Linked DNA regions of Mus musculus: region 2 is linked to region 1. Evidence: chromatin contacts called from public Hi-C data. All regions are on one chromosome and are shown on one strand. Each heading gives the region's core, a stretch centred on a gene start, on an enhancer-like site or on the middle of the called end of the contact. The rest is flanking DNA. Distances are from core to core; before and after follow the strand shown. Region 1 holds the start of Kbtbd13 (kelch repeat and BTB (POZ) domain containing 13). Region 2 holds the start of Ankdd1a (ankyrin repeat and death domain containing 1A).

Region 1 (6,480 bases), core at 678-3,177:
CTGACTGCTTCAGTATTCTTCTTACTGCACGGTGCGTTGTTTGCTTTTTAAAATCAGCATGGTGCTGTCAGCTTGTGGGTGGAGGCAAATTATGTGTAGACCTGTTTTCTCATCCTGACCTTTGTGTTAAGAAAGCTGGTATTGTCTTCAAGCTTCTCTGTGCCACAGCTGACAACTACAGGCCAATGTTGTATTGACATTTTGTGCCTGCTAATTAGCAGATTGGTTTAACATCACTTAACCCACTTCTAGCTATAGTAGCTATAGCTAGACTTGTATTCGCCTACAAGTCCGGATTGCTCAAATTGTAACCCCACCCTTTTCCCTGAGATTGTGACCCACCAGCTCCCAACAGAGCCCAAGAGATTTAAGGACCCAAGCACCTGTGTTGCTCAGGGCTTCGTGGACACCCGCACCACCAGAAAGCAAACCTGAGTGTCTTAATAGGGAAAAAGGAGTTCCCAAGAGCTCCCCAATCACACAGTCAAGGCTCATGAGGACACCGCCAAGGTTCATGGAGACTTGTGTTATCTTCTGAAGTCATTCCAAGCTCACAACTCTGGCAGTGCGGTGGCCACAGGTCCAGTAGTGCCAGGAGGCAGCCGCAGAAGAAAGGTCTGTAAAGAGCCAGGCCGAGGAAAGCCAGCCTTTTCCCTGAGCAGCCGCCAGGTGCCATCTTCAATGGCATAGACCAACGTGGATACACGGTTGACAGTATAAACGGTGTCCCCACGCACTACAGACGTGAAGAGTGCTCCCTTGCTGTTGACAAATTGGCCAGGTAGCGATGTCCACTGGCCTGTGACCAGGTTGAGGCAATCGATGGCACAGTGCAGGAAATCATCGGAAGGTCCATTTCGTACTACATAGAGACTATCGCGATGGGCCACCATAAAGTGACCGTAGCTCTGTGAACGACACAGTTCAGCCACTGGCAGCCACTTGTCCATTTGCACCACATACTCGACAACGGCAGTGATGTCTGCCGGCCTCCACAGGCACACGAAGAGGCGGCCACGTGCCTGGGCACAGGGAACCCCTGTAGCCGGCTGTGGCAAGTCCGCCACGAAGCTCCAGCAACCTGTGGCGGGATCATAGCACTCCACGGAGCTCATGGGTGTCCTCTGGAATTCGCCACCAATGGCATAGAGGCGGCCTTCGAAGCCAGCCAGCGCCATATCATAGCGCGGTTGGTGAGGGCTGGGGAATTCGCACCAGGTGCCACCCTCTGGGTCGTAACAGAAGCCTAGCTCCACTACTTCCTTGCTGGCACCACACACGCCACCCACGATGTAGAGCTTGTTGCCCAGGGTGGCCACACCCGCCAGCAGTGTGCTGGCCTCCAGGGGCAGCGCGGCCAGCGTGCGCCATGCGTCCTCTTCCTCGTCCAGGAAGCACATGGTGCGCGACGCATCCTCTAGGAAGCCCGGTGTGGGCGTGTGCGTGCTCACCGCCACGTAGGTGCTGGGTCGCAGCGCCGCCACGTAGGCTCGGGCCTCGGGCAGCTCCAGTTGTGCCACCAGCTCGTGCGACCCGTCGCGGATGAAGAGCGCAGCGCTGTGGAGCACGTCGCGCAGGCCGAAGGCGGCGGCCGCGTCGCACAAAAGCGAGCAGTTGTCCGACGTGACGCTGTGCTCCAGGAAGCGCGCGAGCGCGGGCGCCTGCAGGAACGCGGCGCACTCCACCGCCTGCAGCAACTCGTCCTCGGCCGCCAGCGCCGGCCGCTCTCCGCGCAGCACCCGCAGCGCCGTGCGGAAGCCGGAGGCGCTCAGCGCGCCCAGGCGCACCTCCGCGGCGCGCGCCTCCCGCATGCCAGAGCGGAAAAGCCCGCGGAAGAAGCCGCAGTGCTCCACCAGCAGCGACTGCTCCGCCTGGAAGAGTTGACCGTCCACCCACACCTGCACTGGGACCTCGGGGCCTGGGGGCATGATGAGCCAGAGGGGTGGAGGCTGCTGCCGCTGGGGGGCCTAGATTTGCCAGGGGCCACTGACTCTGGGGCTACCCCGGGGCGGGGAGGGGAAAAAAAAACTTCCCTGGGGGTTATAAATACCTTCCTGGCTAAAGATAGGATCTGCTCATGTGATGTGGCCCGCAGGCTTGGATAGCCTCCGAGCCCAGAGGGCATCTGGACACCTGTGTGGTCATTCAGTTCCGTTAAGAGACTAGTGACAGGGCCGAAGAGATGTTCAACAGGTTCTTGTCTAGAAGCCTGGTTGGCTTGGGTTCAACCTAGAACCTACATAAAGGTGGAAGGAGGAAACCCCCTTCACAAAGAGGACTCTGACCGCTGTATTCACTGGCGTTCATCCCACCTCCACAGAGACACAGATAACTTTTTTTTTTTTTTAAAGAATGAATTCCCACTGTGTTGTGGGCCTTACCAGGCCTGCTTTTAAAGATATCGTATTTAACTGACACTGTACTAAGCTGTATATACAACACATGTACCTCCTTGGCTCTGTTTCCTCGCCTTTAAAATAGGGCAAATAGAAACATCTACACACAGTATTAGGACAAATGCCATAAGGGTTCTGGATGAGGCCTGGAGAGTTTATATGACTTGGCTAAGGTCTTTCCGATGAGGACAAGCGTTCATCAGCTCAAAGGAGTGGGGAAGGCAGGTTGAAGGGAGAGACCAAAGAGGACCAAAATAAATGGGCAGCCTAGGAATCTCAGATATGTCTATGCTTATGCTTGCTGGATAGCCCAATCTATACCCCACTCCCATTTTGCCTGCATGTATGTAAATGCATCACAGACATGCCCTGGGCTTGAATACTGGAAGACGATTTCAGATCCCTTGGAAATGGAATTATGGGAATGGAAAAGAAAAAAGAAAAGAAATTATGGGAATAAAGTCCTGTCCTCTGGATGAAGAGCAAGGGTTTGCTCTTAATGTTGAGTGGTCTCCGCAGTTCCATCTCAACCTCTTTTTGAGCCCTTTCCTTTCATGTAACAGAGCATCCAGTGAGCCCTAGAGGTGGAAGTTGCCCCTCTCTTGGAATGGAAATGGGAAGCTAGTGTTGGTTTTCACTTGCCTGACCCCTCTGTGGCTGCCACTGTGGGTGATACGTACTTTGACTCCTAACCCTTGCGACATTCATGAGTAGTTACTCTGGCCCTCTGCCCAATATCCTTGGTGAATAGACAATCTCCACTTACTTCACAGCAACACTGTGAGCTGGATTTCTTCTCTAGATCATGTCTGATATATCCTAGGCTGGCTTCAAATTTGCTGTGCAGTAAGGATGAGCCTCCAACTTCCATCTCCCAAGTTCATGTGCCACTATGCCCAGTTTACGTGGTGCATGCTAAACAAGAAGTTTGCTTGCTGAGCCACACCACACAGCCCTGAACTAGATGCTGCTAACACCCCCATTTGCTAGATAAAGAGGCTAAACTAAGAAAGGGTTTAGCCCACGACCAGCAGGTGGCAGACTTGGGGCCAGAATGCAGCCAGTTTGTGTATGTGCCTTAACCGTGCTGCCCTGGTCCCTCCTGGACAGAATTCAGGGCAGTGAAAGGAACCCCAGGTTCACGAATTCCCAAGAAGACCTGGTGAAAAGTGTGAGAAAGAGATCTTGCCCAAGATCTTGCAGCTTGGGACAGACAGCCCCAGGCTCTCCTGCAGCCCTGGTACTTTTCCAACTGTCCACAGCTTTCCTGGTTGACCATCTAATACTCGGTCCCAAGATGTCAGATGAAAAGGAGTTTGATGACTGCCTTCTCCTTCCACTTCACTCTGGGGACCAGGCTTTGATAGGATGGTGTATCTGTGTGGGAAGTGTTCATCTGGCTCCTGGTTTGGGGATGGTGGTGGAACAGCTATGCATTACCAAAAAGGCAGCAGGAGGAGGGTAAGAGACTCCTCTTCCCTGTTAGGACACAGACATAGACCCCACAGATAAATCTGCAGACCCACAGCAAATGTGCTTCCCTTAAGGCACACTCTAGTTCACCCCATCAAAACAGGCCTGGGGTGTGGGGACCACTTGTGTGAGCCTGGGAAGCCGGAGGCCTGGAGGACACTGCCAGAAATATCTCAGATGCTCTGCCCCAGGGACCAGGCAGGAAGAGGGGAAGGAGATGGGGGTGGGGTGGGCAGAAATCCCGTGGGTACTATCCCAGGCCCTCTGCCAGTGTCTCTCCTTCCCTGAGACCAGACATTGGCTGGAAAGGCCCAGAATGTTCCAGGCAATAGGTATGACAACCCTTTCTTGGGGACAAGTGGACATTGCAGTGTCAGCTCTTTACCTGTATCCTTGTTAGGCCTTAGTGACAGGCAGAGTGTCTGGGAGGCGTCCAGATGAAGGGGGCTTTTCCTCAGTGTGGGACTTGACTGAACTGTCTACTGGCCCTATAGGCTATTCCCCCTCTAGACTGGCATCATCTCTCTACCTGCCTAGCCTTGCCTCAGAAGGGAGAGGGGCTAGAGAAAGCAGATTGTCAGGCCAGGGCTGCTGCATAGCTGCCATCAGCTAGCCTGTTTCTGACACCTAGCAGAAGACAGGCAGAGCCAAATAGAACCACCATCGGCTTCTACTAAGAGCAGGAGGCAAAAATCACAAAACCCTTCTAGACTGACGCTTATTCTCCAATCCATAACCTCCCAAGTCAAGACCTCTTGAGTGGGTGGAGGCTCATGCACACACCCTGTTTCCACCTTCCACAGCCTGATGATGGGGAGGGGTCCACATAGGGTAGAGATCATGGTTCTGCATCTGAGCTGAGTGAGGCTTTGCCCTTTGGTCCTACCCTCAGGGCCCCAGCTGGTGGTGTGTAGAGCTGGGAGTTTCCTCCTCCCAGATCCTGAGTGGCCCTCTGGGAGATGGAGAGGACAAGGAACCGTCTTGGCTGAGGGCAGCCCACAGAGTTCCCAGGCCCTGCCTGATCCTTGTCTGACCTCTAACAAACCCCCCTCTCCAGTTTGCACTCCCCACACTGAGAGAGATGGGGGTAGGGACAAAAGGCAGGCAGGCATCAGGCTCTGAGCCTTGGAGGAGCACAGACCTAAGCCTTATTCGTATCTGCAGCTACATGGTCAGCACCCAGTAGGGTCTTTACCACCCCTCCTTTTTTTTTTTTAAATTAAAAAATGTTTAAAAGATATATTTAGTGGCTGAAGAGATGGCTCAGTGGTTAAGAGCACTGACTGCTCTTCAGGAGGTCCTGAGTTCAAATCCCAGCAACCACATGGTGGCTCACAACCATCTGTAATGAGATCTGATGCCCTCTTCTGGTGTGACTGAAGACAGCTACAATGTACTTACATATAATAAATAAATACATCTTTTTAAAAAAAAGATGTATTTATTTAATTTTTAAAAAGATTTTATTTATTTTATGTATGAGTACACTGTAACTGTACTTACATATAATAAATGTACTTATATATAATAAATAAATACATCTTTTTTTAAAAAGATGTATTTATTTAATTTTAAAAAAGATTTTATTTATTTTATGTATGAGTACACTGTAGCTGTCTTCAGACACCAGAAGAAGGCATCAGATCCCATTACAGATGGTTGTGAACCACCATGTGGTTGCTGGGATTTGAACTCAGGACTTCTGGAAGAGCAGTCAGTGCTCTTAACCACTGAGCCATCTCTCTAGCCCTATTTATTTAATTTTTATGTGTATGAATATTTTGCCTGAATGTATGTATGTGTACCATATGAATGCCTGGTGCCTGCAGAGGCCAGGTGTCAAATTCCCTGGGACTGGTGTTACAGATGGTTGTGAGCCACTAGGTGGGTGATGGGAACCAAAACTGAATCTTCTTTTAAAAGAACAATACGTAACTGCTCAGTCACCTCTCTAGCAGGGTCTGTTCAGTGGAATCCTGAACCCCAACCTATTGGAATCCCTAGTGAGCCACGGGAAATCCAGATTCTGTCCCAGAAGAGCACTGCCTGATGGGAGGAGACAGACATAACTCTTGTCTTGGGAGAAAACACCCTATGGTCTGATGGTGGAGCCTCTTTCCAGCTGTAGTGAAGACAGTACACGGGGCAGGGAGTACCTTGCAGCTCCTGGAGTTGGGAAAAGGATGCTTACCTGGGCCTTCAATGCTCTGTGGCCACCAATTTGCCAAAGCTACACAGCCTCTCCAGTCCTCAGTTCCACTACTGTGGAGTGGGATTTGCCAATGACTTCTAAGGTTCTACTAGGTTTTGATATTGTGAAGCACCACAGAGCAACAATAGAAGGCATGTTGTGCTGTGACCCAGGAGAAGATGCCACAGAGTTCCCAACAGCTTAGCTTTATGTGCAATTGCTTGTGGGTATCTTGGCACCAGGAAAGACTTACAAGTCCTACACTCCTCACCTGTTCATCCCTTACCTACTTTGCACATCTACTGAACACTGGCCGCATGCCCATTGCTGGGCCCAACAACGCAACCTCCACGTTTTGAGTGTCTGAAGTCCTCTATAAGAGCTTTGATTGAGGGGGCTAGACAAGAAGAGTTGAGCTAC
Region 2 (6,940 bases), core at 3,822-6,321, 130 kb after region 1:
TGGCCCTTCCTTCACAGTGAGCTGACAGGGTCTGGCCGGCTGGCTCACTCTCCACCACCCCAGGAGTTCATTCTAGTTTCTGGCCCTCAGTCCATCTGAGCATGCTGGGCCACCAGCCTCCATCTGTGGAATCCACTTCCCTGCTGCTTATGAGAGGCGGCACACAGAAACTCTACTGTTCTATGTAATCTCTGGAGACCTGACCTCTCTCCTTCAGAGCTTCTGCCTCACCATCCCCTCACCTAAAGCACTGTTTCACCTCACTCTGGAAGCTTTCTGGAATATCTCCAGGTGGGACAAAGCCCTTGGGCCACCCCCTGTGCTTATAGGAAAGCTTATCACAGTGGGAATGAGGCCATTGGTTTGCTGTCTTTGCTACCCCACCAGACTCCATGGCTTCTGCTCTGTTTCCAGCACCTAGCACAGGGTAGCCCTCAGTGAATGGATGGATGGATGAATGAATGAGCCAACGTGCATGAGTGAATACATTGAATCAAAGAATGAGGACATCAATAAGTATGTAAGTTGATATAGCTAGTGAAAAGATGAATAATGGATGGATGGATGGATGGATGGATGGACAAACAGACAAAGTGCTGTCATCCTACAAGACCATGCTTACCATACATAAAATAAATGTTTAAAAGAAAATAAAAGGGCTGGAGAGATGGCTCAGCAGTTAAGAGCACTGACTGCTCTTCCAGAGGTCCTGAGTTCGATTCCCAGCAACCACATGGTGGCTCACAATCATTTGTAATGGGATCATATGCCCTCTTCTGGTGTGTCTGAAGACAGCTACAGTGTACTCATATGCATAAAATAAATAAATAAATCTTTAAAAAACCATGCTTCCCTGCAGGTACTTATTTATCCAGGAGCTGAGACCAAAGCTTCAGTCACCAGCCACATGCTGCAGGACCTAAAGTAACCTGCCTCTGCCCTACTGCACCTGCCTCGACCCATACATAGGATCAAGACTTCCTACTCTCCACATCTCTTCAGGGCTGAATGGCAGCCACCAAGCAGCTGGAGCGCTCTGAAAACCAGAACCCTGGACTCATAATTCTTGTTACTATTCCTACATCCCCAAGCTGGCTCTGAAGACTGAAGTCACACCATGGTGTATCACCCCAGACAGTGCAGCCTCTGCTGCTGTCAAGGATCCTGCAGCCAATGCCTGCTAATCATGGCCTAGTATATCACACAAGAAGTTCCTCAGAGCCAGAGTTCTGAGTCAGAGAGGGGCTACCCTGTATGATATCTGGGCCTGCCTTTAATGTCCACTTAGAAGACATGCTCCTTCCTCTATCCTCTTCCCCAGCAAAACCATGGACCCTAGTGCTTCCCTGCCTGACTACCAGACTACCAAAATGGGCCTGTGCCTCCCCAGCTTCTCACACACGGTGGGGACAGCGGGTGTTAAGAGAGCCAAACCCGACTGCTGCTTCACACACACTCCCCGAGTCTGGAGTCCAGTCCCTCATGGTCCCCAGAATCCTGCTGACTACACCTCCCCACCTTTGTCTTTTAGATGTGCCATCCAGCTGAGTCACACGGACTCGTAGCCTGAGCTCTGGAACTGCCAAAGCCTGGCTTGGAATCCTGACCCTCAGACCAGTTCAGGCAATGGACACAGCACGGGCCTTCCCACAAGTCAATGCACACAAACACGTGACCTGTGGCACAGGGACTTGTCCCATAGGGTAGCAGCACTGTAAGGTCGGTCAGTTTGGGTCATACTCACATGGTTTCTAGCCCTGATGTTAACTCTCTTCTCAAACAGCTCCTTCATCCTCTCCACCTGATTCCAGCGGGAGGCCTCATGGAGCTGTCTCTCCAGGGGAAGCACTAAGGAGAAAGAGGGGGTTGGGATGAGAGGAAGGGACCCCCATTCTCTTGGGGATGTGTTTGGGGATGGTTGGGTCATTCCCAACCTTTGACCACCTTTGAGGCAACCCAGGTTGAATGACTGTGTGGATTTAATGTGCCACCCTGAGGGAGACCCGAGGTGGAGTCTCCCATTTTTAGACCTTCTTATTCCTTATTTCTCTACCTCTTCTCTCCTTGCCCTTAATTTTAACCCTTTCACCTCCACATCTGCTTTGCCTGGCTAGCAGGCTCCCTTCTCTGCCTTCTCTCTCCCTTCAGGGCACAGGGAGATGGCTTAGGTAAACGGCGTGCCTTGCAAACGTGAACACCTGAGCGATTGGGCTCAGAGCCCTAGAAGTCGATTTAAAAAGAACAAAGTGGTTGTCAAGATGGACCAGAGAGTAAAAATGCTTGCTGCCAAACCTGGAGCCCCAAGTTTGATACCCCAGACCTACGTGGTAGAAAGGAGAAAATGTTCTTCTGCAAATTGCCCTCTGACATCTACATGAGCACTCTGGTACAAACATACCTACATATATATACACAAAAGAAATAGACAAAAATGTACTGTAAAGGACAAGTCCACTGTTATGAGCATTTATGGCTCCTTCAGAGAATCTGAGTTTAGATCCTGGCAGCCATCTTGGAAGGCTTGTATCTGCCCATCACTCTAACTTCAGGAGATCAACACTTTCTTCTGACCTCTGCAGGCACCCTCGCACATAGTCACACACAGACATGGGCATACACACAAAAAAAAAAAATCTATAAAAAAAAAAAAAAGCGGGGGGAGATGTGAGATGGCTCAGTTGGTAAAGACATTTGCTACCAAGGCTGACAGCCCAAACTCAATCCCCAAGACCCACATAGTGGAAGGAAAGAGCTGACTCCCAAAAGTGTGCTTGACCTCCACAGGCACATCATGAGTACCTGCACACACACACACACACACATACACACACACACACACACACACACACACACACACACACAAATTAATTAATTAATTAAGTAAGTAAGTAAGTAAGTAAGTAAAAGAAAGCTCAAGATGGTTCAATAAAAGTGAAGGTGTTGGCATACAAGCCTGACAACGTGAGTTCGATTCCCAGGGCCTGTGTGAAGAGCCAATTGCAGTGGAGTGTATCTGTAGTTCTGGCATTAGATAGGAGGCAGAAGAACTGCCAGATGCTTGTAGGTCAGCCAGTCTGGAGTATGCTCCACAACTTAGCAGAAACAGCAAGAGAGATGCTATCTCTAAAACAAGGTAGAAGGAGAGCATCAACTCCTGAAAGTTGTCCCCTGCCCTCCACACATGAGCCTGGTCCTTTGTGCATCCAGGGACAGAGAGCCAGCGACTTGGCGGGGAAAGCATGCACTGAAGTGACAGAGTTAGAATGAAACCTTGCCTGTCCCATGCTGCTCGCTCGCCCCACACATCTCCAGCCTCAGCAACGCACACCAGGCTCTCTGACACCTGAGCTTTTATGGGCGCTGGGTCTTCTGCTCAGAGTCACACACCCTCAAGTTCACTGCTCTCCCTTTGGCTGGGAGAATCCTTAAGGATCCTTTGACCCCAGCAGAACTCTGTGACCTCTCTGAAATAACCGGTGCACACTTAGGAGATGAAGGAGGGTCAGGAGTTCAAGGACAGCAAGCTGAAATTCAATGTGGGCTACATGAGACCCTGTCTCTTTAAAAGGTGGGGCTGAGGGGGCCTACAGAGAGATGGTTTAGTGCTTAAGTGCTGCTCCTTACAGAGAACTTGAGTTTGGTTATGAGCACCCACATCTGGTGACTGCCTATAACTATGGTCTAGGAGATCTGATGCCTTTTTTCTGGTTTCTTCCGGTACACATAAGCACACACAAACAAATAACAAAGCAAGGCACATATCTTTAGTCCCAACACTTGGAGGGAGAGGTAGGCAAATCTACAGCCTGGTCTACATAGTGAATTCAAAGACAACCCCAGGAATATACTGTGAGAATCTGTTAATAATAATAATAATAATAATAATAATAATACAAAATTTTAAAGCCACACTTAGGCTTAAGGGAGCCCAGTCCCCATTCCTCATTCATCTGGGAGGATGGTAACAGCTGGCTTCAGCATTTTGAAGTCCAGTGGGCAGGACTATGGGGATTTGAGAAAGCTCTCCCGGGTTCAGTGGGCAGGGCTCAGACTGGGCAGCAGGACTAAGACTTCTCAAAGGAGCTGATGGCTCAGTCCTCTTTCCTCTCCCAGGCAGGGCACCAAAGGTCTCCCAGCTACATGCATGCTTCCCACACATTGAGATGTCCTGGTTCTAAGTACATTCTGAAAGAGGCTCTGAAGTTCCTTATCTCACACAGGGATAGGGCTGACCACAGCACCTCTTTCCTAGGCCCTGGTTCCTTCTTTGATATGGTGTCTACACCCCATTTTATTCTGGGTGAACTGAGATCTTTAAGTGTTTGTTTTGGTGGTGGTGGTGGTGGTGGTGGTGGTGGTGGCTGACAGGGTCTCATGTAGCCCAGGTGGCCTTGGACTCCCTGTGTAGCCAAGGATGGAAGGTGATGTTGAATTCCTGATCCTCCTGCCTCTACTTCCCCAGTGCTAGGATTACAGATGTGTGCCACACGCCTGGTTTTACATGGTGCTTGGGATTGAACCCACGGCCTTGTGCATATTAAACAAACATTCTACCGGCCAAATTGTGTGTGCTCCTATTCCTGATTTCAGCATTTCTACAGTCATGTGACCTCACCCTGTCTCTCAGCCCTCTCATCTGAAAAATGGAGATGTCAGTAGGCCCAACCCATATAGTAGCAAAGACAGAAGACTGGCCTGACCTGCTTTAAGGACTGCCACACAAAGCAAGTTATTATCAAGGATCGTTGTCACTCGAGCTTGCCTTGTTCAGGACACCCTGAGTCCCAGATGTTCAGCCACTGTGCCCTACACCTGTGCGGCATTCTTCTGTTTTTTTTTTTTTTTTTTTTTCGGAAGCCACAGAGAAGACTGAGACAGAGGTGTCCAGGCCAAGGGCCAGCCTCTCTCTGGGTCACCCTCTGTGACCTGGGGTCCTCCCACCAGGCATCCGTTCTTTCTGCGCACCCCCCCCCATCCTCCGCCCCGCCCCCGCCAGCGGCATTGGGACTCACAGCCGTGGGTCTCCCAAGCCAGCTCCTCCTCCATCCTGCAGCTCCCGGCTGGTGCTAGGCGTTTAGTTGCCAGGGCGGGGAGAGCGCAGAGCTGGGAGCGCGCAGAGCGGGGAGTGGGTGGTGGAGGCTTTGCATCTCTCTGTAGCCCCTGCTCATTATCAGCCCATCCGCGAATCCGACCCGGGCACCCACAGCTTACACACACACACACACACACACACACACACACACACACACACACACACGCCTTCAAGCTGCCTAGGTCCCTGCGCGCAATCCCCCTGGGACCTCCCAACCTTGATGCCTCAACAAGCCCTCCCACACTGGACACTTCAGACCCCTACTACCCCACCAAGCCTACGGACATAGGACAAAAGATGTATTCAGGATCAGAAAAATCGGGTTACAACAATAACGAGATATAAATTACGTTACTTAGATTGGCTAAAACCAAACGCAAACAAACAAACAGAAACACGGAGAAAGCTGGAGGATGCCATATGCCAGATGCCAGAGCAGACGGTGCAGTTGTCCCAGCGAGTACACTCCGCTGGTGGCAGCAGCCTAAGGCTGGCATTCTGGAATCCAGACTGGCAGAAAGGAGGGAAAAGACTTTTCAACCCGAAGGAAGTAAAATAAATCAAAGGCAAACAAATCAATGAAATTAACATTGTAAAAATTCCTCCAGTAAAATGAGCCACCCTCTGCGCTGCCTGCTGCTCTAAGAAACTGCTATTCCTTTCCGTGTGGAATGCTCTTCCAACCCTTTCCCCTCAGCAGACTAGATCCCTGTCATTCTTTTTGGAGACTAGCTGAAGCGTCAAATTCCCAGTGTTAACTGTGCCTCCAACATTCTCCACTTCTCCACGTTGACATAGCCTTTAATTGTTAGAGCGTGGTCACAATTTTATAATTCCATGACAGTCAAATCACACTAGGCTTTGGGCCCATTTCCCTGTAATTTAATATTAAAAAGAAACAAAAATTTGGGTGTTTTTTTTTTCTCCTTTGTTTACTGTTGGTGTGTTTTGTCTTCTGAGACCAAATCTAGCTTTTTGTCCACGCTGGTCTCCAACACACCGGCTCACGTGATCTTCCACGTCAGCTTCCCTCCAGAGTCAAGTATCAGTCAAGACTCTGACCATACTGCAAGATGCTGGGATACCCCGGAGCCACCCGTTGCCTCCCGAAGAAGCTCAAAAATTCACACAGGCTCTTGAGCGTGGCAGTATTACATCTGTTGAGTCCTTTTGCTGCCCATCTTCTCTGCTTCTCTGTGTGCTGTTTTGTTCTTCGTTAGATGAACAGAAGCATAAAAGGAGGAGAGAGCGGGACAGGACGGCAGACTGCCCCACGATGGGAGCCCAGTGCAGATGTTTGCAGTTCCCTGAGCTTGTGTGATGTTTGGACACTGCCCAGATGTCTCTGGATTTTAGTCCCACCCTGCCCTTGCTGGAGGGGATGCTCTGACCGGTGGCAAATGACCAGAAGATTTATTTCAGCTCCAAAAGACTTCTCAGTGCTTGGCTTCAAAAGACCCAAGTGCTTGCTTGGCTGTGGAGCCTCCCTCTGGAACAGATAAAAGTCTTTTTATGTAGAGGGATGATTTTTGCCCCGGCATGCTATTTAGACATGATCAAAGCTACAGAGAAGATAGAAGAATAGTGCTGCAGATTAACATTTTTCCACATTTCAGATTTGAAGGCTTTTTAATTAAAAAAAATTTTTTTATGTACCTGAGCATTTTCCTGCATATAGTATTTTTGCCTGTGTGTGCACACACACAGTTTTAGCACTTAGGATGCAGAGTCTAGACTGGGCACCATAGCCCAGGCCTGGCTACATAGTAAGACCCTACCTGTAATAAATCTATCAATAAATGGATAAATAAATAAATAAATTCTCCTATCAAACTGCCACTCTGGCCC

Evidence for each region. Hi-C and Micro-C count contacts between places; a contact is called where the count stands out from the background.
Region 2: a contact with region 1 is called in a Hi-C map of bone marrow-derived macrophages, with 45 read pairs. The contact joins the promoter of Ankdd1a here to the promoter of Kbtbd13 in region 1. A contact is called at or near these places in 14 of 39 promoter capture datasets (the 3T3-L1 cell line, the C10 cell line, the HPC-7 cell line and 9 more), 20 of 484 Hi-C or Micro-C datasets (the C2C12 cell line, ECoMG myeloid progenitors, the G1E-ER4 cell line and 11 more), 2 of 115 datasets of contacts at active chromatin or transcription factors (bone marrow-derived dendritic cells and double positive thymocytes) and 3 of 9 other capture datasets (adipose tissue, liver and pancreatic islet).

What each region holds. Positions count from the first base shown.
Region 1 is chr9:65,389,725-65,396,204 of GRCm38.p6, forward strand. Kbtbd13 (kelch repeat and BTB (POZ) domain containing 13) reads right to left here and starts at 1,928. Exons shown (of 1, transcript NM_028974.1): 1 at 1-1,928. The coding sequence starts at 1,928. The coding sequence ends at 552.
Region 2 is chr9:65,515,148-65,522,087 of GRCm38.p6, forward strand. Ankdd1a (ankyrin repeat and death domain containing 1A) reads right to left here and starts at 5,072. Exons shown (of 15, transcript NM_001370871.1): 1 at 5,013-5,072; 2 at 1,745-1,848. The coding sequence starts at 5,046.